Linked DNA regions of Sus scrofa: regions 2, 3, 4, 5 and 6 are each linked to region 1. A link is a contact called in public Hi-C and HiChIP or PLAC-seq data. All regions are on one chromosome and are shown on one strand. The core of a region is the stretch at or near the end of the contact, and the rest is flanking DNA. Distances in the headings are between cores, read along the strand shown.

Region 1 (4,142 bases), core at 488-2,987:
TGACAACTGTTTCTTCTGCTCCATGACACACAAGGCCACTGTCTTCCTACCTTCGGGCCCACTTATCTCGACCGGACGTCCTGGACCTGGAGCCCAGATGGGGAAAGGTGGGGTGGGAGCGAGGGTTGATTGACCAGCAGGGTAAGCGGCCTAAAGGAATACCTGGGAGGGGGCAGGGCTTCGCCCCAAAGCTTTGGTCCTATGCCCTCCTACGTTTTCACTTCAGCTCTTCAATTCTAAATAGCAAAGAAATGACAAGCAAACAGTTAAACTTAACTAAGTTATAAAGTGACAAGGCGCTCACTGAATACTTTCCTCTGATCCCTTCCCTGTCGCCCCTGGACTGACTTAGTGGACAGAGTCCGGGTTCCCGCCCAGGGGTAGAGGTTCCCACGGAGGGCACGAGGGCTAGGACGCCTGTGGGTCTGAGGGTGCGTGGGAAGTAGGACTATCTGCAGCCCGCGCCGAGCCCCCTTCTCTCGCTTCCACTCTTTCAGGTCAAGAATGGAGGGAACCCGGCTGGCGGGTGCTGGGCCGGACAACGGGCCCCCGGCTACACTCGACCTCAGAGGCTCAGCCCTCGGGCGCAGACAGGTGGGTTCCGGTCGCGGAGGCGGCGGCCAGGGCGTCCTCCGCGCGGACACGACAGTCAGAGCCCGGGCCCCTGGAGGCGTGCGCGGCTCGCGCGGGGCCCGAGGACTCGATACATCGCAGGAAAAGGAAAAAAACACAAAACAAAAACAAAACCCACCGACTTCCCCGCGTTTCTCAGCAAAGGAGTCGAGGGCGGAGTCGAGAGGGGGCGACTGAGCAGAATTCCGCGAGGCCGCCTCCGCCCGCCCACTCAGCGCCCCCGAAGCGCCCAGCGTCTCCGGCCCCCGCCCCGCCCGGCTTTGGGCCCGGAGCGGAGGTCGAGGGCAAGCGAGCGACTCGTTCCACTCGGGCTTCCCGAGTACTCGGTTCTGCTCCCCGGTAGTAAACAAAGTGTCGCCGCCGCCTCCACGCTGGTTTGCCTCACAGCAATCAAAACACTGAGAGCGGAGAGACTCACAGAAACATTCGAAAATTACCAGAAAATAATAACAGAGAGCCAAAAAAAAAAAAAAAAGAGTGAGGGAGACTGTGCGTGTGTGAGAAAGAAAAAAACACCCCACTACCCCCACCAACCCACTGCCACCTCCCGCTGGAAAACCAGCCCCCGCCCAGGCCGGCGTCCACTGGCTGCCTGGGCGGTGCCGCCGCGAGCTCATTGGCTGCTGGGGCTATCAGTCAGGGGCGGGCAAGCGCGCGCGCCGCCGCGGGCGGGGGGCGGCGGCAGATCCCGTAAGTCGGGCGGCAGCGTAGTCGCAGCAGCAGCCGCCGCTGCCGCCGCCGCCGCCGCCACATTCAACAGGCAGCAGCGCCGCGGTCGCGCCGCCGGGGAGAGTGAGCGGCCCGCGGCGCCCGTCCTTCCTTCGGTTTTCGGGCCGTGTCAGTAGGAGCGCGACGCTGGCGCTGCCTGGGCTGGGCGACTCTGGCCTGCCGTCCCGTCCGTGCAGCGGACCTGGAGGAGCCTAGATGTTGATGGACCCGCGAAGTTAAGTTCTGGGCTCGCGCTTCCACTTCGCCGCCGCGTCTTGCTCCGGGTTTCCGTCCGCCCGCGGCACCGACCTCGCCCCCCAAAATCTCGGACCGGCTCTTCGCGCCCTCTCCCCTCAGCTCCTGGTGCAGCGCCCTCGCACTTCTTGGCAATCCCGCTGCTGGGGGAGGGGCGGGGGTCACCATGGCCGAAGCGCCCCAGGTGGTGGAGATCGACCCGGACTTCGAGCCGCTGCCCCGGCCGCGCTCGTGCACCTGGCCGCTGCCCAGGCCGGAGTTTAGCCAGTCTAACTCGGCCACCTCCAGCCCGGCGCCGTCGGGTGGCCCAGCCGCGAACCCCGACGCTGCCGCGGGCCTGCCCTCGGCCTCGGCGGCCGCTGTCAACGCCGACTTCATGAGCAACCTGAGCCTGCTGGAGGAGAGCGGGGACTTCCAGCAGGCGCCCGGCTCCGTGGCGGCGGCGGCGGCGGCGGCAGCCGCGGTGGCGGCGGCGGCCGCCGCTGCTGCCACCGGGGGGTTGTGCGGGGACTTCCAGGGCCCAGAGGCGGGCTGCCTGCACCCGGCGCCGCCGCAGCAGCCCCCGCCGCCCGGGCCGCTGTCGCAGCACCCGCCTGTGCCCCCCGCCGCCGCCGGGTCGCTTGCCGGGCAGCCGCGCAAGAGCAGCTCGTCCCGCCGCAACGCGTGGGGCAACCTGTCCTACGCCGACCTCATCACCAAGGCCATCGAGAGCTCGGCAGAGAAGCGGCTCACGCTATCGCAGATCTACGAGTGGATGGTCAAGAGCGTGCCCTACTTCAAGGATAAGGGCGACAGCAACAGCTCGGCAGGCTGGAAGGTGAGTGGCCTCGGGGCGCACGGCTGGAGCGGGAGGGGGGCACGGGAAGCCCTGCCTCCGCCTTAGGTCGGAGGGGACGGCTGTGCAAATTTGCTTGGCTTGAAAGTGCAGGGCACGCGGGCAGCGCGTGCAAGAAGCATCGGAGGTGGGTGGTGGGCTTGCCTCGGACCCGTCGGAGGATTGGAATAAACGTCTGTGTGTACGCTCTCGTGAGAGTTGGAGCGGGAGCGGGAAGGGGCGAGTTGGGACCGAAGTAGTGAAAAAAGTACGCCAAGAAGTGGACCTCAGAGCAACCAGAAAAAAAGTTCTCCAGTGAACGGAGAGCGGGGTTCACTGCGACCTGCCCCCCCTTCTCCACGGCCCGCGCGAACTCCTGCCGCTGCTCCTTTCCCTCCACGACCTCAGGGGTGAGGGCGGCTCCCCTCCTCCCCCGCGGCCCCCCAGCTCCCCGCCGCCCCGCGGAGCCGTTTCCGCAGCGCTGGGCGGGGGAGGCCGCTGCGAGGGGCCTCGGAGCCCCGCCGCTGGGGGACGGGGCTGCAGGTGGAGGGGACAGGCAGGGCGCGAGGCAGCCGGCCCGTGGAGGTTGGCCGCGCGGTTTTTGGAGGCCGTATGCATTTTGTTTTATTTTGATTTTATTCTAAGTGGCCTCGAGTGCAGGGGTCCGGGCGCGCAGAGCCAGAGGTAGCGTCTCCGACACGTGCAAAGGGGCGGCCACCGCCTGCGGAGCGCCGGCGCCCGGCGGCGCGGGGCGAGCTAAAGTTCAAGTGTGACCCTCGGCGGGGGCGGGAGCAGGCGACGGCGAGGGAGGGGCCGCGAGCGCAGGAAGCGAGCGCCTTTAAAGGGCCAGCGCGTCCTGGCCCTGGGCACCTCCTCGCCCGGCCGCCGGGCAGCAAGGCCGGCACGTCTCTGCCCAAGGAAGTGCCCCCAAACTTGGCCTCGCCGAAGGTTCGAGGCCTTTAATTAAGCACGGAGAGGATTTCCTGGATGGCCAGGGCTGGGGACGTGGGTATTCTTGCTTTGCCCCCTCAGGGTTACAGCGTTTGGAGGTACAGGTCCGAGGGGCAGGTGACTGGTGTTCGGGGAGTTGGAATGAAGGTTCGAGTCAAGGGAACCTGCAAGGACCTCCTGTCTCGACGGAGGCCTGTACACGCGGTGCCTCTGGCCGTTTTTGCCTTTCTGAGAGACCGAGAGACAGCGGGAGAGACACTCAGGTGGGGGCACATCCCTACCCTGAGGTGGAGAAGGCCTTGGGGCTCCCAGGAGGACGGGCTGGGGGAGGCATACCGGCCAGCGGTTCGCCCCGCGACTTCCAGAAGCTGACACTTTCTGTTACAGGTGGAAGGATCGATGTTAAGGTTCTCTGGTTGAGTCAGACTCCTCTTCACTCCTCCTCGGGACTGTACAGCATAATAAAGATTTTTCTTTGCTGCGCATTTGTTGCACAAAGGTTGTTTTACGTACACTGTCATTCCTGTGGTTAATGTGTGTCAAAAAGGTTAAGTTAATCACATCGTGTTGAAGCTCCTGGAGAAGGAACAAGGATCTTATTTTTTCCAAAATGTATTTTAGAGTAAAGGCTTCACTTAGGATCTGATTACCAGGCATTACATGCAATTTACCTAGGTTTCAAAAAAGTAAAGTGCCTCCTTATTTTACCCTTGGTATATATTCTTTAAAGTCAGAAAATGGGGGTTGTCTGCCAAATCCAATTTTATAACATTTGAATTTA
Region 2 (4,142 bases), core at 1,026-3,525, 380 kb after region 1:
CTATAAATATTCTCACATTTTTCTCCTGTACATTCCTACTGCTATTTGACTCCAGCCTTGGTTATTATTTATCTAAACTCTTACCAAAGCCTTTTACCCTGTTATCTGGTCTTCCTGTTTCCAGCGTTACCTCACCCTTTCTATTCTCTAGTCTTTTTTTTTAAATATGAACCTATCACTTGTCACCTGTCAGCTCTGTGTGTGTGTTGTTCCTTAGCCTGGACATAAACCCCTTCACAGTACAGTCTGGATCTAACTCTTGAGACATGATTCCCCCCCCCCATTTGCTGTAATCAAATGTACCAACTCGTCATTCCATGAATATTCTGAATCTTTCTGTCTTCGTGAACTTGCTTGTGTCATTCTCTCTTCCTGGAATGCCGTACCTGTTACTCAGCGCTCAGTTTGAATGCTACCTTGCCTTGTCCAGAGGCGGACGCTTTGCAGTTAGAGCTGAAAGGGCCCTTGGAATCTCCTGCTTCTGCCCCTCACTGTACGTGTGGGGAAACAGAACGCTGGGAGGTGACTAGGCTTCTGTTAGATCTACGCTAAATCTGGGACTAAAAAAAGATCTCCTGGCTCGTAATTCACTACTCTTTCTGTGTAGCCAATGCCCTTCACTCACCTTCAGTCATTTCTCTTATGACACTGTTTTTTACATTCTATTTCAGTTTATAGGTTTGTTTGTTTGTTTTGTTTTGTTTTTTGTGTTTTGTGGTTTTTTTTGGTAAGTGTCTGGATTTGTAGCTACGAGGGCAGAGACCATGTCTTGGTCATCTCAGTATATTCCACAGCAGCACAGACCTTACACATGGTAGGCGCTTCTGTGTGCACTAAACGTGAAGGGATGGATGGTTGCGTGGACAGATGGATGGATGAGTGAATGAATGAAAGGATGAATGTGTGGATGGATGGATGGGTAGTTAGATAAGTGAATGAGAGGACGGATGGGTGGTTGGAAGGACGGATGGATAGATACCTGGGTGAGGTGACAGACGGACAGATGGATAGATGAGTGGATAGATGGATACATGCATGCATGCATGAATGAATAATCAGAGAATCATTGATGTAGCAAGTCTCCAGGAATGTGCTCAGGTATCCTAATAGCCCCATTGCAGACTTTATCTGCAACTGTGTGATTGTATAGCACAGCTGCAGGTTTGGCTTGCTCATTTTCTGATGTGATAAGGAAAAGATTATGGGAGGGGGCTGGCTAAGGGATATACCCTTCCAGGTGTGCATAATCATAAAATAATTCTTCATTTGTTAATCCTCAAAGCGACTTTATGAAACAGGTGTTTTTATTATCCCCAATTTACAGGCACTTAATAAGGTTGAATAACTTGTCAAGGAAATTGTGGAGCTAAGATTTGAGCCCAGGTTTCACCCACTTGAAGCCCAGGCTCTTACCTACTGCGCAGAGCCAGGAAATACTCAGCGTGGCAATTGGGTGTGAGGTCTTAGAAATCGGAGATGCTATGTTTAAACCTAGTTAGGCCACTAATTTCCTGAGCAGGCAAATCACTTAATTTGACTTCTCAGTTTACTCTATGGTTTAATGGAAGTAATAGAATCTTCTTAGCAAGAGTGCTGTGAAAATTAATGACTGCATATAAAGTGGTTTAAGATAAAGATTCTCTGATAAAAGGAGCTACAGGGAGGGAGTTTAGAGTGCTATTAAGAAAGTGCAAGGAATTGCAAATTATTCTATTTCCATGGGCTGTTTTGCAAGTGGGCAATGAATTTGTATTAAAAAAAAATCAGCTTCAAATTGACTTGCATTGATGAGGTGCTCAGGGGAAGAAACAGAACCTGGTGTATAATGTCTAGATTCCATTTTGCACATTTTAAACATTACTTTTAGGGCTACATTATTTTAAAAGAGAACTCCTGTTATGAATTAATAATGATACTTAAATACCACTGGGGAACCAGGGACAAACATGCCGCCTGAACTTGATCTCTGAGTCAGCCTTGCTCCCTACCGGCCACCTCAGAGCATCGTGTTCTTTCCCCCACCTGCTTGTGCTGGACCAGCATCAGGGGCAGGAGATGGAAGGAGAGAAGCTCTTTATGTCACCACACGGCCTCTTGCTCCCCTCCTCTCCAGATGCGCGTGTCTTGGCCGAGCTGGTTTTGTCACCCTTTATCGAATGGTATGCGACCAGCACATGTGCCCTTTGAATGACCAAACGTCCCTCCACCTGTTCTGTCCCAGCCAGGGATTACTGTCTAGGGACACTTTCTCATCCATTCATGTGCTCATCGAATATTTATGGAACATCAGCTCTGTGCCAGTCCCCGTTCTAACACCGGGAATTCGACAGACGTGATCTCTACCCTGTGGCGAGCGTCACAGCCAGATAATCAGACAGTGAAGTAATTAAAGAGATGAGCAGCGTGGTGAGGGAAAGTAAAGGGAAGTGGGAAAGCCTATGACAAAAGAGGGCAACTTTGTGGAATGAGGTCGAGGAAGACTCCCAGGAGGTGGTGGTTTTGGCTGGGGCTGAAAAATGAGTAGAATGAATAGGTTTAACTGCACGCAGTGTATGGGATACAGAGGTGAGCAGGACCCCAGAATTGAATGGCACAGCCCTGACCTCAGGTGGCCCAGGAGGTGGGCAGACACAGCAGCACTGCCATGCGGGCCGGCAGGTGCCGTGGCTGGAAGCGCGTGAGGAGGAGGGTGAGGGGGCGGAGCTCCGACCTGGAGAGCTTCCAGGGGAAGCCCAAGGTCTGGGGAGTCTGACCTGTTCTGAGGCGGGAGTGGCATGAGTAGCTGATTGGTAGGGGCGGAGCTGGAGGGCACCGGATCCAGCGGGGGTACCTCTTGCGAAAGCTCGGATGGCCGATGCTTCCCTGCCTGAAAGCACAGGTGGCTTTTCGAACTTGGAGCGCAGGGATGTGTTGGGAAGTCTTTAGCATGTTCTCTGGGAAGTGCCTCTGTAAAATTCTCGAAACAGCCGGTTCCTTGATCCACTGCACGTCTTACCTCTACTTCTCTTAGAGTCCACCCACAAGGTGTCATTGTGAGAAACTTCGTGGCAAAGATCCCTGAAGGATCGATTTAGGTTTCCCAACCATCTTCGACCTTGGGATCCCTTCTTCCTTCCTCCTCCCTCCCTCCCTCCCTTCCTCTCTCTGTCTTTCTTTCTCTCTCCCTCCCTCTCTCTTTTCCTCTCTTTCTCACTTTCTTTCTCTTAACAGAACATATACTAACATTCAAAGCGATCTTCCTAAAATTAAAGGCTGAGCACATCAATCTCTGCTTAAATCATTCAGTGGCTTTTGGACAAAGTTTAAATTTCTTGCCTGGCACCTTCAGCAACTACCAATTGGCAGAGTCCATGTTGGGAGAAACGATTCCATTTGTAGATCTTCTTTTAGAGAAGTGTGTTTTCAACTTCTTTTCCCCACTTTATGTGGCTGGTTTTCTTTTTATTATCGAGCTGCAGACGTTCTTTAGATGCTTTGGATATAAATCTCTTGTCAAATATTTGTTGAAAGTATTTCTCTCCGTCTTTGTTTTGAGATCCAGGAGTCTGTGAAGTTCAGGAGGGGAAAATGATGACTTGAGTGTTGGACAGTTTGCACTTGAGACGCCTGAGGAATATTCAGTCCAAGCCCTTGTCGACACCGGCCTCAAGGTGTCCTGGGGTAGGGCATGCGCTTCCCCGCCTGCTGTCTTCCCTGTCAAATGCATATCCCTGTCAAGGGTTAATGGTATGGCCTGCTCTTTTTCTAGGATTATTGTGAAGATGAAACAAAATAAAATAGGCAACAGCAGTTTGAAAGGGTGAAAAGCCGTGTGCAGATGGCGGCGCCACGTAGATGGTGGACGCCCAGCCCGATCCCAGAGGGCAAGCCCTGCCCTGGCTCTCAGCTTTCACTCGGCTCACCCGTGTCTTCTCTTCCCTCCAACTCGCCTTCTGCAACTGCACACAGCAGATGAAACCCTTTCCAACTTTCCTCTCCTGGATGATTGTAACTGGGTGTCGTGTGTTTGAACTCCAGACCCAAACAGGCTACAACACGCAAGCACTGTGGTCCTATATTGGCTTAGATATTGGTTGTTATCTTCACCCAGTCAGTCACTCAACACATATTTGTTGCTTTGTAACTACTCCAGACACACGCCA
Region 3 (4,142 bases), core at 499-2,998, 360 kb after region 1:
CTGCCCAGGCTACACACGAGACCTGGCCGCCGTGCTCCCCGCAGTGGGAACATGTGGCCACGGGAACGTTGAGATGAGTGGGCCAGGCTGTGGTTCCATTTTGATTTGGCTAAGGGTGTGCTATGCAATGGAAAGGAGCACCAAAAGCTACCAATTTGGCTGCTGCCTCTGAACATTTGCTCTGCATTCCTGAATCCTCCCAGTTAAAGAGAACTTCCTTGCAATTCTTTCCCCCTAGGCAATGGGACAAGAACACACACACACACACACACACACACACACACACACACACACACACGAGTTAAAACCCTTTGGAAATGAAGGTCAGCTATTGCACATGTACCCGTGTTCATGTAAGTCTATGGAGAGAAATAAAGGACTGTAAAAATGTGCGTGCACATAAAAATGACCAACATTTTTTGGGCTAATGTTGGTGTCTTTCAAAGGCCGATCTTACAATAATAAACTCTTAGACTTTATGGGGCTTTAGAGTTTCTAGAACAATTTCACATGTCTCCTCTGATCAGGCCAGTGACTTTGTAAAATAGGAGTTAGTTTCCTCTCCATTTTAAAGAAATGAAAGATCAGAGAAGTTAAGTGACTTGCTCGAGATTACACAGCAATTAATTTTGAGAGTCAGGATGAAAAACCTGGGTCACTCCCGTCCAACCCCTCTACCATAACGGCTCTCTAGACTTGACCTTGGAAAGACCAGAGGTTCATTGGCATGCGATTCATCTCTTTGCAGGACTAGATGCTAGGCCTGGTGTTTCAGAGTGTGGTCTGAGGACCGGCCTCTCCTGGGAGCCTTGGAGAGCTGCAGAACTGCAGGACTGTCACAGAGCTTCAGGATTGTCCTCTGGTGATTTCTGCGCACAGTTGAGGTTGGGGTGCCCTGGAGGAGGCCGCTGGGTTTCAGTTTCAGCTCTGCCACACTCGGGGGTCCCCAAGTTCCAGAAGCGCATAAGCCAGGGAGCTAAGGAGAAACCCCCTGCATCTGGGCTGAGACCGAGACAGCGATTTGCTTTGGAACACGCCCCCGGTGGTTCTCCTGGGCGGCGGGTTGGAGAGCCCTTGGAATAGACGGTTTCTGAGATTCCTTCCCTCCCGTGTGAGTCAGAGAGCCTTGTCTGTAAGGAGTGGGCCTGGATATGCTTCGCCCCCACCAGGCTCTATTTATATTCAGTTCGCAGGGAACCCGACCCTGTTCCTTCTGCCCAGAGGCTGCACCCCTGAATCCTCCTTTTATAAGCATTTCTGAGGACACCAGTCCCTCTCTGTGGAAACTGTACCAACAGGTTGCTGTATTTTGTTCCCTTCTTCTGCCCTGGATCCTAGGCCCGGGAAAAGGAGTTAAAATGTCCTTTTAACTTTAAAAGGGCCCCAGGCATAAGGCACAAAGCATCATGGAGGACCCGAGGCCCCGGGGGAGGAGGGCTTACCCACAGCTGGCTTTTCAGGTATAGCTCTCCAAAAAGTCAGCCTATTGCACATAGTAGCAGGAGTGCCAAGGAGAAAGTTCCAAGCAAGATCTGGATCCCAGGAAAAGCCTGGCTGTTGCTAGTAAGGCATCAAGTGTCCCCAAGACACATTTGTGTTCAAAAAGAAAAAAAAAGCAAATACCAAAACAAACCCCACAGTCCCCTGTGCGTTGAGAGTCACGCTGGAAGAGCTGGGAATGTGTTGCGTCTCCTGCGGAGCCATCTGGTCGCGCTATCAGGAGGGAAATTCATGAGGGAGAGATTGTGCCCGGGTCAGGGGAGGACAGCTGTTCAGCCGGGGCCACGGCGCTGGCCCATGTGCGGGGGCGCCCGTAACTCTAGACGCCCCGAATCTCACTGCTTCTTAGAGATGCAGAGACGATGCCAGGCTGATTTATGGGGTTTTGCAAAAGCAGCCTAGAAATTGATGGAGGTTTCTGGGGGAGCCCCGAGCTGCCCATGTGAACGCTCGCATTTTCAATCTCCATCTGCGTGGGTCAGGTCTCACTCCGGCCACGGGAGGACACGTGCTTCAGCTGGGTGCCACACACAGAAAGCCCACGCAGCTGTCGCACCATGCCTGGCTGCCGGACTCGTGCCTGTCACGTCCCTCATTGCTGTCTGCCTTTCTCTTTTGCTCTCAGGTTTATGGCTTAGCAGCTGCAAAGCTAATTATTTTATTTTCCTCTCCCCAAACATCTTGGATTCCTCTCGCCACCTCCTTCCTGTCTCTTCCTGGCCCCCATGCTCAGGGCACAGCCCAGTTCCCACAGCTGAACCTCCCAGTCTCTCCCAAGCCCCGGATCCCGGGGAATCTGAAAATCCTGGTGAACCCTTCTCTTGGATCTTGGGCCAGAGGCAGGAAAGCTTCTAGGCTTTCGGTACCTGGCATCTTTGATGCTTACCCTCTCCACGTGGCGGGGCCCTCCCATGACCACCACGGGACAGGTCGGCGTGGTGACCAGTCATCTGTCAACAAAGAGGCCAAGCCTGGTTAGCATCCAGCTCTCCCTCCCTGTGGGTCTCAGAGCAGCAGGATGTGGGCAGTGCGACCCCCCCCACCCGATTACAAAAGCGAGTGGTTCTCAATGCTGCTACATCTTAGAATCCTCTGGGATATTTTCAAAATATTGCAATTCCTGGGCCCCGCTCCTGGAATTTTGACTTAACCAGTCTGGGTTGATGCCTAGGTTAGGTTTTTGTTTGTTTTTTTTTTTAAACAGGCTGTTGGCTGGATTGAGAGCCACTGTGTCTCCTCTTTTCTGGGGTAGGGTCTGAAAGAGTGTCACCTCACCAAACCCCCACATCCAAGGTGGTGGGTGTGGTAGTCCCCAAATTTGAATTCTAGGTCTCTGTGAAAGCGAACAGGGGTATCTCATATTTGCTGAACCACAGGGGAAGGCCAGTGAGAGAGAGTGTTAGAAAAAAAATGCTGTCGTGCTGCTGCCTGGCACCCCCAGTGGCTTATTAACAGCTGACCAAGTGTTGCCCGGCAGAGCTCCCAGAGGTGCTGGCTGTAAGGAATATGATGGAAGCATCGAATGGTTTGTAATTACATGCTCGCACTGCCAAGGGCAGCTCACACCCCGTGCTCTCCTTAAGGCCTCTGTGCCAGCGGGCGGACTCGCCATTGCTTATCCAATTATGTTGTGTCCATAGCCTAATGGCTTTGAGATTGGCCCTAATTTCTTTCCTAGGGGACACCTCCGTGGTGGGTATCATCTGCATATCTGCCTTAATTACCCTTTCCTGGCAAAGAAAATGGGCACTGCCACCAGCCCGGGGAGGCAGTGGGGCCGACGTGGGCTATGGGCAGAGAAGGAAATGAAGAATTGCAGATCGGCCTACGTCCAGCGCCTCCTCCAAACCGGCCCCCCAAAACAGACCAGCGCCCCTGCTCCGCCTTGCTCGGATACTCTTGAGCCAGGAATGGGCCTTTAGCCATCCTCTCCATCTACAGCAACAGGTTGTGAGGGAGAGTCCTTAAAGGGACACCTGTGCAGAGGCTACGATCCCTGCTGGCGGGGTTTCCCACAGAGAGCTTGGACTCTCCTGGCTACAGGGAATCCCAAATGCCACTTGGTCTGAGGCCACATATTCAAATGTTCATGCAGCCCCGGTGGCTGCGACTCTCCGTGGTGATGGGAATGTCCTCTAACTGCAATGTCCAGTCCACTGGCCACTAGCTGCGTGTGGCTATTGAACACTCAGAATTGGCTAGAAACTGAGTTTTTTTCTTTTGAGAGCCACATCTGTGGCCTATGGAAGTTCCCAGGCTAAGGGCCTAAGCAGAGCTACCTATGACGACCTACGCCACAGCCACAGCAATGCCAGATCCAAGCTGCGTCTGCAACCTGCCCCTCAGCTCACGGCACTGGATCCTTAACCCACTGAGTGAGGCCACAGATTGAACCCGAGTCCTCATGGATCCTAGTTGGGTTCATAACCTGCTGAGTCACAATGCGAACTCCTGTAGAAACTGAATTTTTAAGCTTCCTTAATTTTAATTAGTTTAAACTTGAACTAGCCTCACGTGGCTGGGGCCACTGCATTGGACACTTCAGGTATTCAGAGCCAGGCAAGGCTGTTCAATGTGGGGAGGGACCTGGGCCCAGAAAAGACCCCAGGACGTGGTGGGGACCCACGCCCCGTCTAAGGAAA
Region 4 (4,142 bases), core at 654-3,153, 320 kb after region 1:
CACTGGGGGAGAGGCGGCGTCACATCAGGACACCAGGTCGGGCATTGCTCTCTGCTCTCAGCTCCCACCTGTTCCTGGCTGCCGCCCACCTTGACCTCTTAGCTGTCCCTTAGTCCTCTCTAGACCTAGTTAACGCTTCAGCCTTAATGCCACTTCCTCATGGAGGTCATTCCTGCCCCCCTAACTGGACCAGCACCCTGACGGTTTCTCATGCCCCTGAGGGGTGCCTCCCCGACTCTCAGCCCGGCTGTAAGATGCTTTGGGCAATTCCTCACTGCCTGTCCTCTCTACTAGGCAGGGAGCTCAGTGAGGGCAGAGCTCCGTCCTGCTCACCATCATTTCTCCCTGCGGGCCAAGCCGGCGCCCGGCAGGAGCACAGCAGCATCTGCTGAGAGCATGAATCAGTGGGTATCTCCAGATGCCTGCAAGACTTGGGTTGGTTTACTCTCCCCGCCATTCCCACAGGCTCAAATTCCAGGTGGGCCTTTTGCATCTAGACTCTTGACCTCCATCGAAAGAGGAAGGACAGAGGATGCAGCAAACTCTGTGTGAATACTTCAAAACCAGGTCCACGTCCCCGTTCCACCTGGGAAAGGTCCTATTGAGAACCTTTATGACTGTGCTTTGAAAATGGTCCGCTGGGAAGAAGGGGGTGCCTGCCCTGCTCTCAGCGACCCTCCGCATGCCGCCTGATGCCTGAGATGCTGATGGTCACGCAGTGCCCAGGTGGAGGTGATGCGTATGCTCCAGGCGCCCCGGGCGACTCCAAGGGCGAAAAGCAATCTCCTTCACGAGGCGGCAGAGCGTGTCAGGGTGAATGCTGCATTCAGGCCGGTGCTTGGAGCTGTCGATGGCGCTCTGTGAAAGCTCTTTGTTTCTCCCTGGCATGTGGATGCACAGGCTTTGATGTTAGAATTTTGGCTCATTAATAACTAATTTACATTTCCCAGACAGCAAATTGTGATCTGACACAAATTTTTATAAAAGAACTCCAAATGGTGAAACTCTCTTATACAATGAGTCCTTTGTGGGTTTTTTCCCCTCTTCTTCTCTTCCTAACTTAAGGAGTTTGTGATTAAAATTTTAATGCAATCGATGAAATCTCATGGGCTACTTAAAAATAAAACACCATCTTATTTCCTTCCTCTCTGAGCCCATGACAGCGGGCTGCTCCTCTGGGGGTCTTTTAAGTGCTACAATTGCTTTTTCATCTGCTCTGAGCCTCAGATGGAGTAGCATGAACCAGAGGAAAGGCGCGGGGCAGGGACTGGAAGTGGTGGCAGAAGGCAGCGGTGCGGCGCCCTCCAGCTTCCTGAGTTCCTGTGCAGGTTCCAGGGTGGTGGATTTTCATAGGGTGGTCTCGCTGGTCTCCAGGGAGTCTCCAGGGAGCTTGCGAGGTGATTCTCACAGCTCCAGATGCCTCAAAGCCTCAATAGGTCATTTTGGAAACACAGATGGCTGATCAGAGCTCTCAGATGAGAAATTTATATTTGAAACAAATATGTTGTTCTCTCTTGCTTATTACCTCGTGGAGGACCAGACACCTCATGGAAATCATGGTGCTTTGGGAGTATTTGACCCCAGGTTTCTTTGGGAGCACACAGAGGTCAAGGGAAGTTGCAAAAGAGCTCTCGGGAGGCAAATCTGGGTGCCTGTGGCTCCTCCCTCCCCCACGCCTCATGCATCTTTGCTGAAGGCTTTGTCATCCTGGGTGTTGGTGACTCATGTCTTAGTGGGGGAGGCAGGCAGGGCTCTCCCCATGATGGAAGGAGAAACTGCCATGTGCTTCCTGTCACCTGGAAACACCTTCCCCAGATCTCAAAGGGGTAGGTAAGGAGATGGAGCTGAGACGGGACCCACGAGCCGCCCCTGGGCAGGGCAGCCGGGTGGGGCCCGGCCAACAGGACACTGAGGAGCTTGGCCGATTGCATCACTCCTGGCAAGAGGCTGTGTCTACTGAGTTACTCTTTGCTGGGAGAAAGAGTTGAGGGAACAGCCCTGGGCTTGTTGTGTGGAATGGAAACATACCCAGCCTGAAAAGATTTTGAAACTGGCACCGCTTGAGGTCAGATTTTAAATGGTCGCCCAGCGTGAGCCAAATTGACTCCATGCAGAGAAGCAACAGGCCACCCCGGTTCCCTATATTATTTTCATAACAGAAAGAATGTATTAGGAATTCCAGGCAACACCTCCCCACCTGGACACCGTCCCAGATTCTAACTCATCTGTTCATGCCTTTTCAAACGAGCCTTTGACAAAGAGGCTCTTTTTCTCTCCAACCTCTTCCCGAGCAGACCAGTGAAGGACTCTGAGACTCCGCTCCCAGCTTTGGTTGGAGGAGGTGAGAAACCCGAGAACCGTGCTCTGAGCAGCGTGGCTCCGTGGAAGGGTGCTGGGAAAACGGCAGTGCTGATGGGGGCGGCCTCTGGTTCAGATAATAAGGCCTCTCTTAGGGGTGGCACGAGGCACACCTGCCATCGCCTGGCTTGGACATCAGGCTGTGTGGGACAGAGGGGACTGAATTCGGCAGTCGTTCCTGTTAGATCCTCTGCGAAACAACTCTCCCGGGGACGTGCCCATGTGTGGAAGTCCCCCGGCTGCGCTGGCGTGTCAGGAGGACTCCGGAGAGCATTCTGCGATGCCCCGGGGGAAGAAGGAAAGCCTGGTGTGTGTCCTGACAATAATAGGGTCTTTCTCGACACCTAGAACATCGCTGACCTTTAAAACAGAAGGCTGCTCTCACGCTTGCTAATTTTACCCTCTTGGATCCCGAACAGCTCAGATAACACTTGACTATTTTTCTAAGTCAGAGAGACCAGACTGGATTTTCTCAGAAAGGAGTCCATTCTGTTTCCAGCCACAGAGGGAACAACAACAACAAAACCCTCCCAATTTTCTCATTACTGTAAACACCATAGGTTTTCCCGGCTCTGCTGGACTCAGCTTCTCCCACCGGTGGGTAGATTTTGGAGTCAGGTTAGGGTTGAATCCTGGTTCCACTGGCTCATGAACTTGGATTTGTTACTTAATCATCCTGAGCTATGGTTTCCTCATCTGTACACAGCTGATAATTTGTTGTGAGGTGACTGAGATGCAAAGTTCTTAGCCCCTGGCCTGGCACACAGTCAGTGCTCGAAGGGAGCTGTTGATGTGATGATGGGGCCTGTGGAGGTGGCATCCTGTGAAGTGAGGAAGCTGGAGCACTCGAGCGTCGACATGGCCGTTGTGATGGCATCCAGATTTCGGGGCAACGAGAGACCCCTGTGGGGTTCAGATACCAACCAGAAGAGGCTCTTTCTGCCTGAAGTGTTTCTAGAAAACCCCACGGCCCTCGATGTCACAGGGGGAACCCATTCTCCTGAGCAGACTCAGGGTAGAGGATAAACTCCTAAAAAGGAAGGACCTCAGGTGGTTTTTGTGCCGTTTTCTGCCAAGCAGCACTTGGCATATTGTGCCACTCAGTGCATCTTGATGGAAGCGGGAAATGATGGCGAGACGGAGAGCTGAGGGCCCATCGGGGGCTCTTCCCAGGTCAAATTCAGCTCACCTTCAGCTGAGCAGGAGGGAAGCAGGGCTTGTGATCTGTGGCTGCCAACGTGGTGCTTAGGGACTTCACTTCGGGCTACTGCACAGACGCAAACTCAGATCACTCTGTCACTCTTCAGAGAAGCATGCCTAGAGCAGAGACTTCTCAGGATGCAGAGAAATAAGAAATGGGTTAAAGGGAGAACTGTATCTTGGCCATGCTGTGTTAGGGTTTCCACCCATTCTTTAGAGAGAGAAAGTTTAGGGTTAAGTCCCATTGCCTAAGAATATCTAATAATGTAATACACAATTTTCATTACGGAGCATGAGCTAGCCAGTCCTTATTGCAGCTTATTGTCAATTTCGCAGTCTTCAGGTAAAAACTCCCTTCAGTACTGATTATTAGAACCAAACCCTCTGATGCTCAGAATGAGCACAACTAGGTGTGTTACAGAATTTAATCCTGTTTGGGTATGAGTCATGGTACAAAGGCATTGACTGGCAGTCAGTAATAATAACCGTGGGTTATATTTTGTTAATCCATATTCACATCTCTGCTTTCATTTTATCCTTACGTCATTCACAAGAGGGTAGCAGGAAAAATGGGGTGACAGGTG
Region 5 (4,142 bases), core at 614-3,113, 300 kb after region 1:
GAGCCTGGATAGGAAAAAGAGGCTTGAAGTTACAGTGAGTGACTGAGGAGCCAGGCAGGACTCCAGACTCATGACTCTGACTCCTTGGTCCAGTGCTCTGTTCAAAGCTTCTCCTCGTAGACAACGAGGATTTTAGCAATCCATTATCTCCCTGATGTTGCTGCTGTAATCATCCACCACGCATCACACACCTCCTTTACAGGACTTCAGAGGACTTGCATCCAGTCCTTTGTAGGCACTGGGGACTAGCAGCCAAAGAGAAGTAATCCCTGCTCTTGCAGGGCGTATGGTCCAGTGAGGGGAGATGGATAGTGAAATACAGGCAGACCTTGGAGGTTGTGTTCAGTCCTGGCCACTGCAGTAAAGTGAATATGGCATTAAAGCGAGTCACAGAATGGTTTGGTTTCCAGTGCATATAAAAGTGATCTTTACCCTGTTCATAGATGTCTATTAAGTGTGCAATAGCATTATGTCTAAAAAAAAAAAAAAAACCAATGTGCATACTTTCATTAAAAAGTAATGCTACTGAGGAGTTCTCTTGTGGTGCAGTGGGGTTAAGGATATGGCTCTGTCACTGAGGTGGCTCGGGTCACTGCTGTGGTACAGGTTCGATCACTGGCCCGGGAACTTCCATATGTCATGGGTGAGGCTAAAAAAATAATAATAATAATACTGTTGGGAAAATGGTGCCAAAAAGCTTGCTCAACACAGGGTTGCCACAAACCTTCAATCTGTAAAAATGCAGAATCTGCAAAGCGCAATACAATGAGGTCTGCCTCTAGGCAAATAACTGGTAGATACACTCTCCACAGTGTCTCCCTGGGGAACAGTTTTCTCAATAGAATGCTTCTCAAATTATTAAAACCCAACTTCATAGAATGTATGTATCTTTCAACACAGTGGTTTTCAATGTCAATGATTATGTAGAAAAACGTGTCTCTATATGACCCCCAAACTCCATACAACATTTAAGTAAAATGATTTGTGGGAATCGTCTTGCGTTACATTCTAAATACAACTCATTGAATTGTTTTCAAGGCTCATTGAAGTCCACTTGGGGTGTGTGCCTTGGTGGTTAGAGCTGAGAGAGGGGCCCTAGGACATCATTCAGGCATCACTTTGTTACAAACGTATTAATTTTTTGGTGATCAGGAAAGCGACGCTTGCGGCATTTTACACCTCAGCATGATGTTTTATTGCTTAGACGTGAGTACAGAGGTGTTTTCTACTATATTAGTGACATTTTAGGAAACTTGTTGGAGTTTGAGGTTAGTGCCTTTAAAGTCACGGGAAGTGGGTTCCTGGTTACATTGTCCGGCAGGAGGCTGACGTAGAGCATGTGTCAGAAAGGTGAGAGGTGTCCTATCAGGCCCCCCTTTGTGCGCATTCTCAGAGCAGCGTCTGGTTGGGACTCCCAGTCACAGCCACAGCATCCCCAGAGGTGACACATCCCTTTTATGGGGGAGCCGGCACAGACAATGGCCTTGCATCACCACGTCGAGGTGGGTACCAAGCACGTGTCCTTCACTAGGAAGCTTGGCTCAGTGATGATGATCAAGGCTCCTTGCAGAAGAACTTCAACAGGAAGAGTAAAACGATGCCCTTGTCAAGTTCTGTGCTGGTCCTCTGCCGGCAGAGGTGGCCCAGTTCCATGAGCTGTTTTGTTTTTTTATTTTTTTTTAATTTTTTTTATTTGAATGGTAGCTCTGGAATGGTAGGAAGTCTCCCACAGAGGATTTCCTTTGCTCATTGTTGTTTTTCCCTTAGGAAAAAAATGTGGTAAGGGAGGGCCATGCTTCTCTCTCCCTTTGTGACTTCTGTGATGCAGAGTTTAAAAGGCCAGTGACAGGATCTGGGTCACAGACTCGGTTTCCTTCTTGTGTGAGGCCTGGTGGCTTCACGTGCCTGTCCCTTTAAACATTGGAACTAGAGCCTCATACTCTGTCCTATTTTTATATCTGGTCACATGGGTGAACAGCATTTTCCTCGAGGCTGGAATCTGTACTGAGGGAAGTACCATGTATTGGAATCACCAAATCTTAGATTTTCGCTTTGTAAAGGATGAAAGGTCCCCTAGTGTCCCCTCCTCAAAGCAGAGCCTCCCCCCCTCCCCTGCCCTGTCCCAGGGACATCTGGCTGAGTCTGCATGTGCCCTGAGCACGACTGATTGTGTGTGAGTGTGTCAGACTTTGCTGGAGAACCAGAACCAACAGAGAGTGTGTATGTGCAAAAGGAGGTTTACTTTTAGGAACTGGCTCATGTGATCACGGAGGCTGACAAGTCCAAAATCTGCAGCGTGGGCTGGCAGGTTGAAGACTCAGTGCTCTGGTCAGAATGTTTGTGTCCCCCCAGGGTCGCGTGTTGAGATCCTAATGCCCAATGGAGTGTATGAGAACACAGGGCCTTTGGCAGGTGATTAGGCTGTGAGGGCAGAGCCCCCATGAATGAGATTGTGAAAGGGGCTCCAGGGAGTTCTGTCGTGGCTCAGCAGGCTAAGAACCTGGCTAGTATCCATGAGGACTTGGGTTTGATCCCTGGCCTTGCTCAGTGGGTTAAAGATGGGCGTTGCCACGAGCTGTGGTGTAGGTTGCAGATGTGCCCCAGATCTGGCGTTGCCGTGACTGTGGTGTAGGCTGGCAGCGGCAGCTGATTCAACCCCTAGCCTGGGAACCTCCATATGCCGCTGGTGTGGCCCTAAAAAAGGGGGGGGGGGCTCTAGATCAAGTCACTCCCCCATCCCTTCTGCCTTGTGATGATCCAGTGAGAGGCCAGTGGCCTGGAAGAGAGTCCTCACTTGACCATGCTGACACTCTGGTCTTGGACCTCCAGTCTCCAGAACTGTGAGAAAGAAACTTCTGTTGTCTGTAAGCCACCCAGTCTGTGGTGTTTTGTTATAGCAACCTGCACGGACTAAGACACCCTGGAAGAGCTGATGCTGCAATTCAAGTCCAAAAGCTGTCTGCTAGTAGAGTTTTCTCTTACTCAGAGCCCTGTGGTCTATTCAGGCCATCACCTGATTGGACAAGGCCCCCCCACATTGTGGCAGTCCCTCTGCTCTGCCCAAAGATCACTGATTGGAATTTACATCTCACTGCAAAATATCCCCTCACAGAAATATCCAGATTAACATTTGATTACATATCTGAGCACTGTGGCTGCAGCCAAGATGACACATAAAATTACCAATTGCAGTGTTGGACAGCATCTGGGATATTATATGTGCTTGTGAGTGTCCAGCAATGAAACACACACACACACATACACAAATGAACTGAAGTCCCTCATGAAGAAGGAAAGAACTAACCAGCCTTGGGTGGGGAGAGTATCTCCATGCTCCTTTCTGCTTAGGAAAAGGGGTGGTCAAAGGATATGACACCTGGGCCTGGATGACTGATTAAGAGCGACCTCTGCTTCAGAGCTTTTAAAAGCTGATGTCAGCCAGCTGCAGAACTTCCTGTATCCCTGGATTTGCGTAGGAACTGAAAGAGGCACTTGGCTGATGTGTGTGTGTGTGTCAGCATAACGGAAAGATTCGGTGGTGTGTGCACCATGGGGCCCCACTGTGGAGGTGGAATCCCAGCTCTGCCACGAACTTGCTGTGTAACTGTGGGCAAGCTGCTTAACCTCTCTGTGATTGCTTCTCTCATCTGTAAAATAGGGAAATAACAGAAGCCGCACTTCATAGGTAGTGAGGATTCAAGGGGGCAGTAGCTGTGAAGTGCTTGCGAGATTGTTTGGCACCTGAGTTCTAGGAATGTGTATCATCTCCACCCTCCCCTCCCCATCATCATCCTCACCATCATGTACTCAGCGGGTGTCACTTGTTCACGCTGCTGGCAAATAACTGAGTATCTTATTCCAAAACTCTGCCCATGTACTGTTGCAGAGCCCAAGCTGGATTCTGCTTCTTCAGATGTATGCTTTTGGTACTTTATTAATGAAATTCCGCTGGATAGGATCCAGATCATATCTGCTTTAAATTATTAGTATTATTATTTAGTAAACTGTGTTAGAGCAAGATGCTGGCATGACAGTGACGTAAATTCGACATTTCAGATTTGCAAGATGCTGGCATGACAGTGGCGTAAATTCGACATTTCAGATTTGCAAGGCCCAGCTGCAGCATCGCAGCCTCTCTGCCG
Region 6 (4,142 bases), core at 446-2,945, 280 kb after region 1:
TCCATTCTGGGCACCACTTTCCTTCGGCACCACCTGCCCCATCCCCCGCCCCAACATTTTATGGATTAAGAGTAAAATGCTTATGAGTACCCAGATCCTGGAATCTGAGTGTTAGTAGTTGACTGAGCATGGATTATCTGAAATGGAGACCAAGCACCCCTTGAAGGGAGAGTTTTTTGCAAAACAGCACAAAGCCGCCCTGGGTAACCCTGCCTGGGTGCTTCATTCTGCATGTGAAGGGTGTGCCCCTCTCTGCTTGCCCCTGATGAGGATTGAACTTCATTTCTTTGTGTTCTGCCCACCCTCTCCCAGTTCCCATGGCTGCAAGAAGCTGTTTGCCCACCTTACATGAGGGGCCCATGTCTGGTGATTGCCAGGCTTGTTCTCTGCGCCACCCCACTGGATTATCACCACGTTGACAAAGAAAGCCCCTCCCCTCCCCCCTTCTTGTGAAAGAGGCTCCTGAGGACCAGTGGCATCCGGGGGCCCCTCGTCGAGGACAGCTGTCCATAAGTCCTGCATTCAGAGCCCCTGCTGTGATTTCTAGTTTATTTTTTGTTTGTTTGTTTTTATTTTGTCTTTTTACCTTTTCTAGGGCCATTCCCACGGCATATGGAGGTTCCCAGGCTAGGGGTCTAATTGGAGCTGTAGCGCCAAGCCTACACCACAGCCATAGCATCTCGGGATCCAAGCCGTGTCTGTGACCTACAGCACAGCTCACGGCAACGCCAGATCCTTAACCCACTGAGCAAGGCCAGGGATGGAACCTGAAACCTCATGGTTCCTAGTTAACCACTGAGCCATGACGGGAACTCCTCTAGTTTATTCTTAAACTCCTTGGACCAGCCAGGCCCTCCTCGTTTAAATACAAGACTTTGTGTGCTTGAGTAGGCAGGACCTCTCTTTTTGACTTTTGGGCTTTTCCTGGCCGAGCCATTAGAGAACAGATTTGTAGACTTGGCTGGTGCTCCCTCTCCTCGTTCCCTCAAGTACCTCTCAGCGGGAGTGAACCCCATGCTAAGTGGACATGATGGAGCTGAGAAATGACCAGCTGCGTTGCCCTGAGTCACAGGCAGAGCTTGTAAATGCAGCGCTGGAGCAACTGTGAAGGCCATGGCCTCAGAGAGCCCTGGACGCTGAGCCTGGGGCTGACACAGGCGTTGGTGGAGCCAGTCACCATGGCCAGCCTTTAAGCTGCCTGGATGCTCAAAGCTTTGGGAAAATGACACATCCAGTTTCCCAATGCCACCGAGACAGCAGAGGCACCAGCGCAGCTGTTTCTACAGCTTTCCAGAGGGACGTGGAACAGCAGTGGGCCTGGAGGGCTGTGGACTCACCTCCTCTCAGTTAACTTTGACAGTGGCTGGACCCTCCCAGGAGCCATGTGGCCCTCTCGGACTTGACTTTCTGCCACCATCGCTTTCCAGCGCTCAGGCTGGCATTACATAAAAGCAACCTGGTGCTGTATATACATTATCTCAAATCATGACCAGATGGAAGGCCAGCCCCCCTCCCCTCCCCGCTTTACATTCAGAGGCTAAATGATTGACAGAGGGCAACTGCACAGCTGGATTCACCCCAGGCTGGCCCAAGTCCCACCCTGGTGATCCTTCACCCGGGATCCCATGTTGTGTTGCTTCCCCTGGAATTCGCGTCAGGTCATTATCCCGAGTGACAGGGAGGTTGCTTGGTAACCCAAACCCATCGCAAAGCATGAACTGTGGATTACTCGGGATAAATTGGTCCCAGTCCCGGCTGCGCACAGTTCTGGACATTCCCAGAACTCACGGAATTACTTGGAAAGGAGGCGGTAATAGGGAGTCAGAGCCAAAAGAGAGAAAGTGCTGGAACTATATGTTGACAAGAGTTTGTCTGCTTCAATGTGTAGGTTTTAAATTACACTTGCCTCGTGATTTCCACTCCTGCTGTGGCTGCCGCCTGAGGTTGTTGCCCCAGCAGTCCAGCTTCACCAGCTGTTCACATGCCAGGCGGGGCCATGCTGGGGGCGCCTCCGGGACCGGGGCACCTGGGACCGGAACGAATTTACCTTCCATGGTCTAGCAAGTGGGATTTCTAGTCACCACTATTGTTGTTGTAGGTTCACTGGTTTTGAGTCGTGTTTTGATGGATGACTTCAGTTATGGCTCCAGCATGCCGGTGGCGCTGTGCCCCTCAGGTCTCAGGGTCTCTGCCCCACACAGTCCACACATGAGTGTGATTAAGCAGGGGACACTGATTAGATCTGCAGTCTCCAAACGTGGTGTGCGGCAAGATGGCTGGGAGGACAAACGAAACCCCCAAATGAACAACCCCCCAGCCAGTGACAAACGGAGCCTCAAGCTTTGCCAAGCCCAGAGATGGATTTGGTAGAGAAATGACCTTTTGAAAAGCGCCAGGTAATAATTCTGGCCCAGTGCCAGGTTTGTGAAATCTGGAATGAACTGTCTTGGGCAAACAAAGGCGTTCTAGTTTCTGATTTGCTGGCTTTTTAAACTCCCAGTTTTGTGTGTATTTTTTTTTATTTTATTTCCCCACTGTACACCAAGGGGATCAAGTTATCCTTACATGTATACATTACAATTACATTTTTCCCCCCACCCTTTCTTCTGTTGCAACATGAGTATCTACACAAAGTTCTCAATGCTATTCAGCAGGATCTCCTTGTAAATCTATTCTGAGTTGTGTCTGATAAGCCCAAGCTCCCGATCCCTCCCACTCCCTCCCCCTCCCATCAGGCAGCCACAAGCCTCTTCTCCAAGTCCATGATTTTCTTTTCTGAGGAGATGTTCATTTGTGCTGGATATTAGATTCCAGTTATAAGTGATATCATATGGTATTTGTCTTTGTCTTTCTGGCTCATTTCACTCAGGATGAGATTCTTTAGTTCCATCCATGTTGCTGCAAAGGGCATTATGTCATTCTTTTTTATGGCTGAGTAGTATTCCATTGTGTATATATACCACATCTTCCGAATCCAATCATCTGTTGATGGACATTTGGGTTGTTTCCATGTCCTGGCTATTGTGAATAGTGCTGCAATGAACATGCGGGCGCATGTGTCTCTTTTAAGTAGAGTTTTGTCCGGATATATGCCCAAGGGTGGGATTGCGTAAACTCCCAGTTTTGAAATGAAAAGGTTGTGTTAACCAATCTCCCAGGGTCAAGGTGAGAGCCAAGCAACATCATATTCTGGTCAGAGGCTTGGCAAGAAGGACTGCGGTGTCTGCGTGTGGATTGGAAGGAGGAGATCGAATCATGATGACAAATAGCCACTGGGCACCTGGGTGAATTACTTGGCTTTTCTGTACCTCACTTTCCCGTCTAGACAATGAACGGTTCTGTGTGATGTGTAAGTTCCCTGATGGGTCTAAACTTCTGTGATGAGATCTCCACTCTCTGCAATATCCTTTCATGTTTGGTGATTTAAATCACATTATCAAATACATACTGAATACTTGCTATGTGTCTAGGAAGCGATATTCTTTGAAACATTGTTTCTGGGGTTAAAAAAAAAAGTGAAGAAGGGGACAGAGGTGCATGACGAGAGAGACAGAGCTCAGTGACTAAGACTTTCTGAGCCCTAATAATGCCACAACTTTCTCATTTTGAGCCATTTTGTATTAAAGTGCAGGTTACAGGGAGACAGTTGACGGAGAGCAGCAAACAAATAGAACTTGACAGAGGGGAACTGCGCTACTCAGCCCTTTGGATGACAAATACTGCTAGGTGATAAAAAGCACTAATGCATCAGGGGCTAATCTGGTGCTAAAATGCTGCTTCAGGAAAAATGTATTCCCAGAAAGGAAATACTGGCGATTTGACTGACGGGAACAGCTGGAGGCCCCTTTATTCGTCCAGATAGGAAGCAGGAAAAAATAAAAAAAGAAGTTGTGTGTTCCATGGAAGAGACTGGTGTGAGCGCTATCTCTCGAGTGTTCATGTTGCCCACGATTTGGGAAGGGGTTGATTATAGTACCTTCGGTGGCTTGCAGGGCTCAGAGTCTGGGTGCTAGGGATGGTGAAAGTCTTAGTCCCCTAGGGTCCCCAGTCTCATGCTTTCTGTGAGGGAGTCAGTGGTCCAGGGTTCGGGCTTTCAAATGACTTCTAGGGTTTCCCGGAAGTGCTGAAGGTGGAGGGGGTGA

The links. A called contact is a pair of places that touch in the nucleus more often than the background predicts. HiChIP or PLAC-seq counts read pairs in DNA pulled down with a chosen protein or histone mark.
Region 2: a contact with region 1 is called in a Hi-C map of skeletal muscle, with 4 times the contacts expected there. The contact joins the enhancer-like site here to the promoter of FOXO1 in region 1. A contact is called at or near these places in 2 of 5 promoter capture datasets (fetal skeletal muscle and liver), 6 of 47 Hi-C or Micro-C datasets (alveolar macrophages, blood, embryonic fibroblasts and 3 more) and 2 of 2 datasets of contacts at active chromatin or transcription factors (alveolar macrophages and skeletal muscle).
Region 3: an H3K27ac HiChIP or PLAC-seq map of skeletal muscle shows a contact between it and region 1. The contact joins the enhancer-like site here to the promoter of FOXO1 in region 1. A contact is called at or near these places in 2 of 5 promoter capture datasets (liver and skeletal muscle), 9 of 47 Hi-C or Micro-C datasets (embryonic fibroblasts, heart right ventricle, liver and 5 more) and 1 of 2 datasets of contacts at active chromatin or transcription factors (skeletal muscle).
Region 4: a contact with region 1 is called in a Hi-C map of skeletal muscle, with 4 times the contacts expected there. The contact joins the enhancer-like site here to the promoter of FOXO1 in region 1. A contact is called at or near these places in 1 of 5 promoter capture datasets (fetal skeletal muscle), 1 of 47 Hi-C or Micro-C datasets (skeletal muscle) and 2 of 2 datasets of contacts at active chromatin or transcription factors (alveolar macrophages and skeletal muscle).
Region 5: a contact with region 1 is called in a Hi-C map of liver, with 4 times the contacts expected there. The contact joins the enhancer-like site here to the promoter of FOXO1 in region 1. A contact is called at or near these places in 3 of 5 promoter capture datasets (liver and skeletal muscle), 14 of 47 Hi-C or Micro-C datasets (alveolar macrophages, embryonic fibroblasts, fetal heart ventricle and 8 more) and 1 of 2 datasets of contacts at active chromatin or transcription factors (skeletal muscle).
Region 6: an H3K27ac HiChIP or PLAC-seq map of skeletal muscle shows a contact between it and region 1, with 6 times the contacts expected there. The contact joins the enhancer-like site here to the promoter of FOXO1 in region 1. A contact is called at or near these places in 2 of 5 promoter capture datasets (both in liver), 6 of 47 Hi-C or Micro-C datasets (embryonic fibroblasts, liver, psoas muscle and 2 more) and 1 of 2 datasets of contacts at active chromatin or transcription factors (skeletal muscle).

Annotation. Positions count from the first base shown.
Region 1 is chr11:15,407,654-15,411,795 of Sscrofa11.1, reverse strand. FOXO1 (forkhead box protein O1) reads left to right here and starts at 1,737. Exons shown (of 3, transcript XM_021065269.1): 1 at 1,737-2,413. The coding sequence starts at 1,763. It overlaps LOC102160118 (a long non-coding RNA gene), which reads right to left and starts at 1,163. Exons shown (of 5, transcript XR_001299536.2): 1 at 752-1,163.
Region 2 is chr11:15,030,999-15,035,140 of Sscrofa11.1, reverse strand. No RefSeq gene overlaps it. Among named protein-coding and RNA genes, the nearest start is that of FOXO1, 380 kb to the left of the region's middle. Within about 2 kb of position 2,275, at least 2 of the 83 cell types and tissues checked have an H3K27ac peak or open chromatin away from gene starts, as enhancers often do. A contact at or near this core is called in skeletal muscle, where this site is marked.
Region 3 is chr11:15,048,462-15,052,603 of Sscrofa11.1, reverse strand. No RefSeq gene overlaps it. Among named protein-coding and RNA genes, the nearest start is that of FOXO1, 360 kb to the left of the region's middle. Within about 2 kb of position 1,748, at least 22 of the 83 cell types and tissues checked have an H3K27ac peak or open chromatin away from gene starts, as enhancers often do. A contact at or near this core is called in liver, mesenteric adipose tissue, omental adipose tissue and 3 more, where this site is marked.
Region 4 is chr11:15,082,837-15,086,978 of Sscrofa11.1, reverse strand. No RefSeq gene overlaps it. Among named protein-coding and RNA genes, the nearest start is that of FOXO1, 330 kb to the left of the region's middle. Within about 2 kb of position 1,903, at least 27 of the 83 cell types and tissues checked have an H3K27ac peak or open chromatin away from gene starts, as enhancers often do. A contact at or near this core is called in alveolar macrophages and skeletal muscle, where this site is marked.
Region 5 is chr11:15,108,507-15,112,648 of Sscrofa11.1, reverse strand. No RefSeq gene overlaps it. Among named protein-coding and RNA genes, the nearest start is that of FOXO1, 300 kb to the left of the region's middle. Within about 2 kb of position 1,863, at least 18 of the 83 cell types and tissues checked have an H3K27ac peak or open chromatin away from gene starts, as enhancers often do. A contact at or near this core is called in liver, retroperitoneal adipose tissue, skeletal muscle and 1 more, where this site is marked.
Region 6 is chr11:15,129,929-15,134,070 of Sscrofa11.1, reverse strand. No RefSeq gene overlaps it. Among named protein-coding and RNA genes, the nearest start is that of FOXO1, 280 kb to the left of the region's middle. Within about 2 kb of position 1,695, at least 9 of the 83 cell types and tissues checked have an H3K27ac peak or open chromatin away from gene starts, as enhancers often do. A contact at or near this core is called in skeletal muscle, where this site is marked.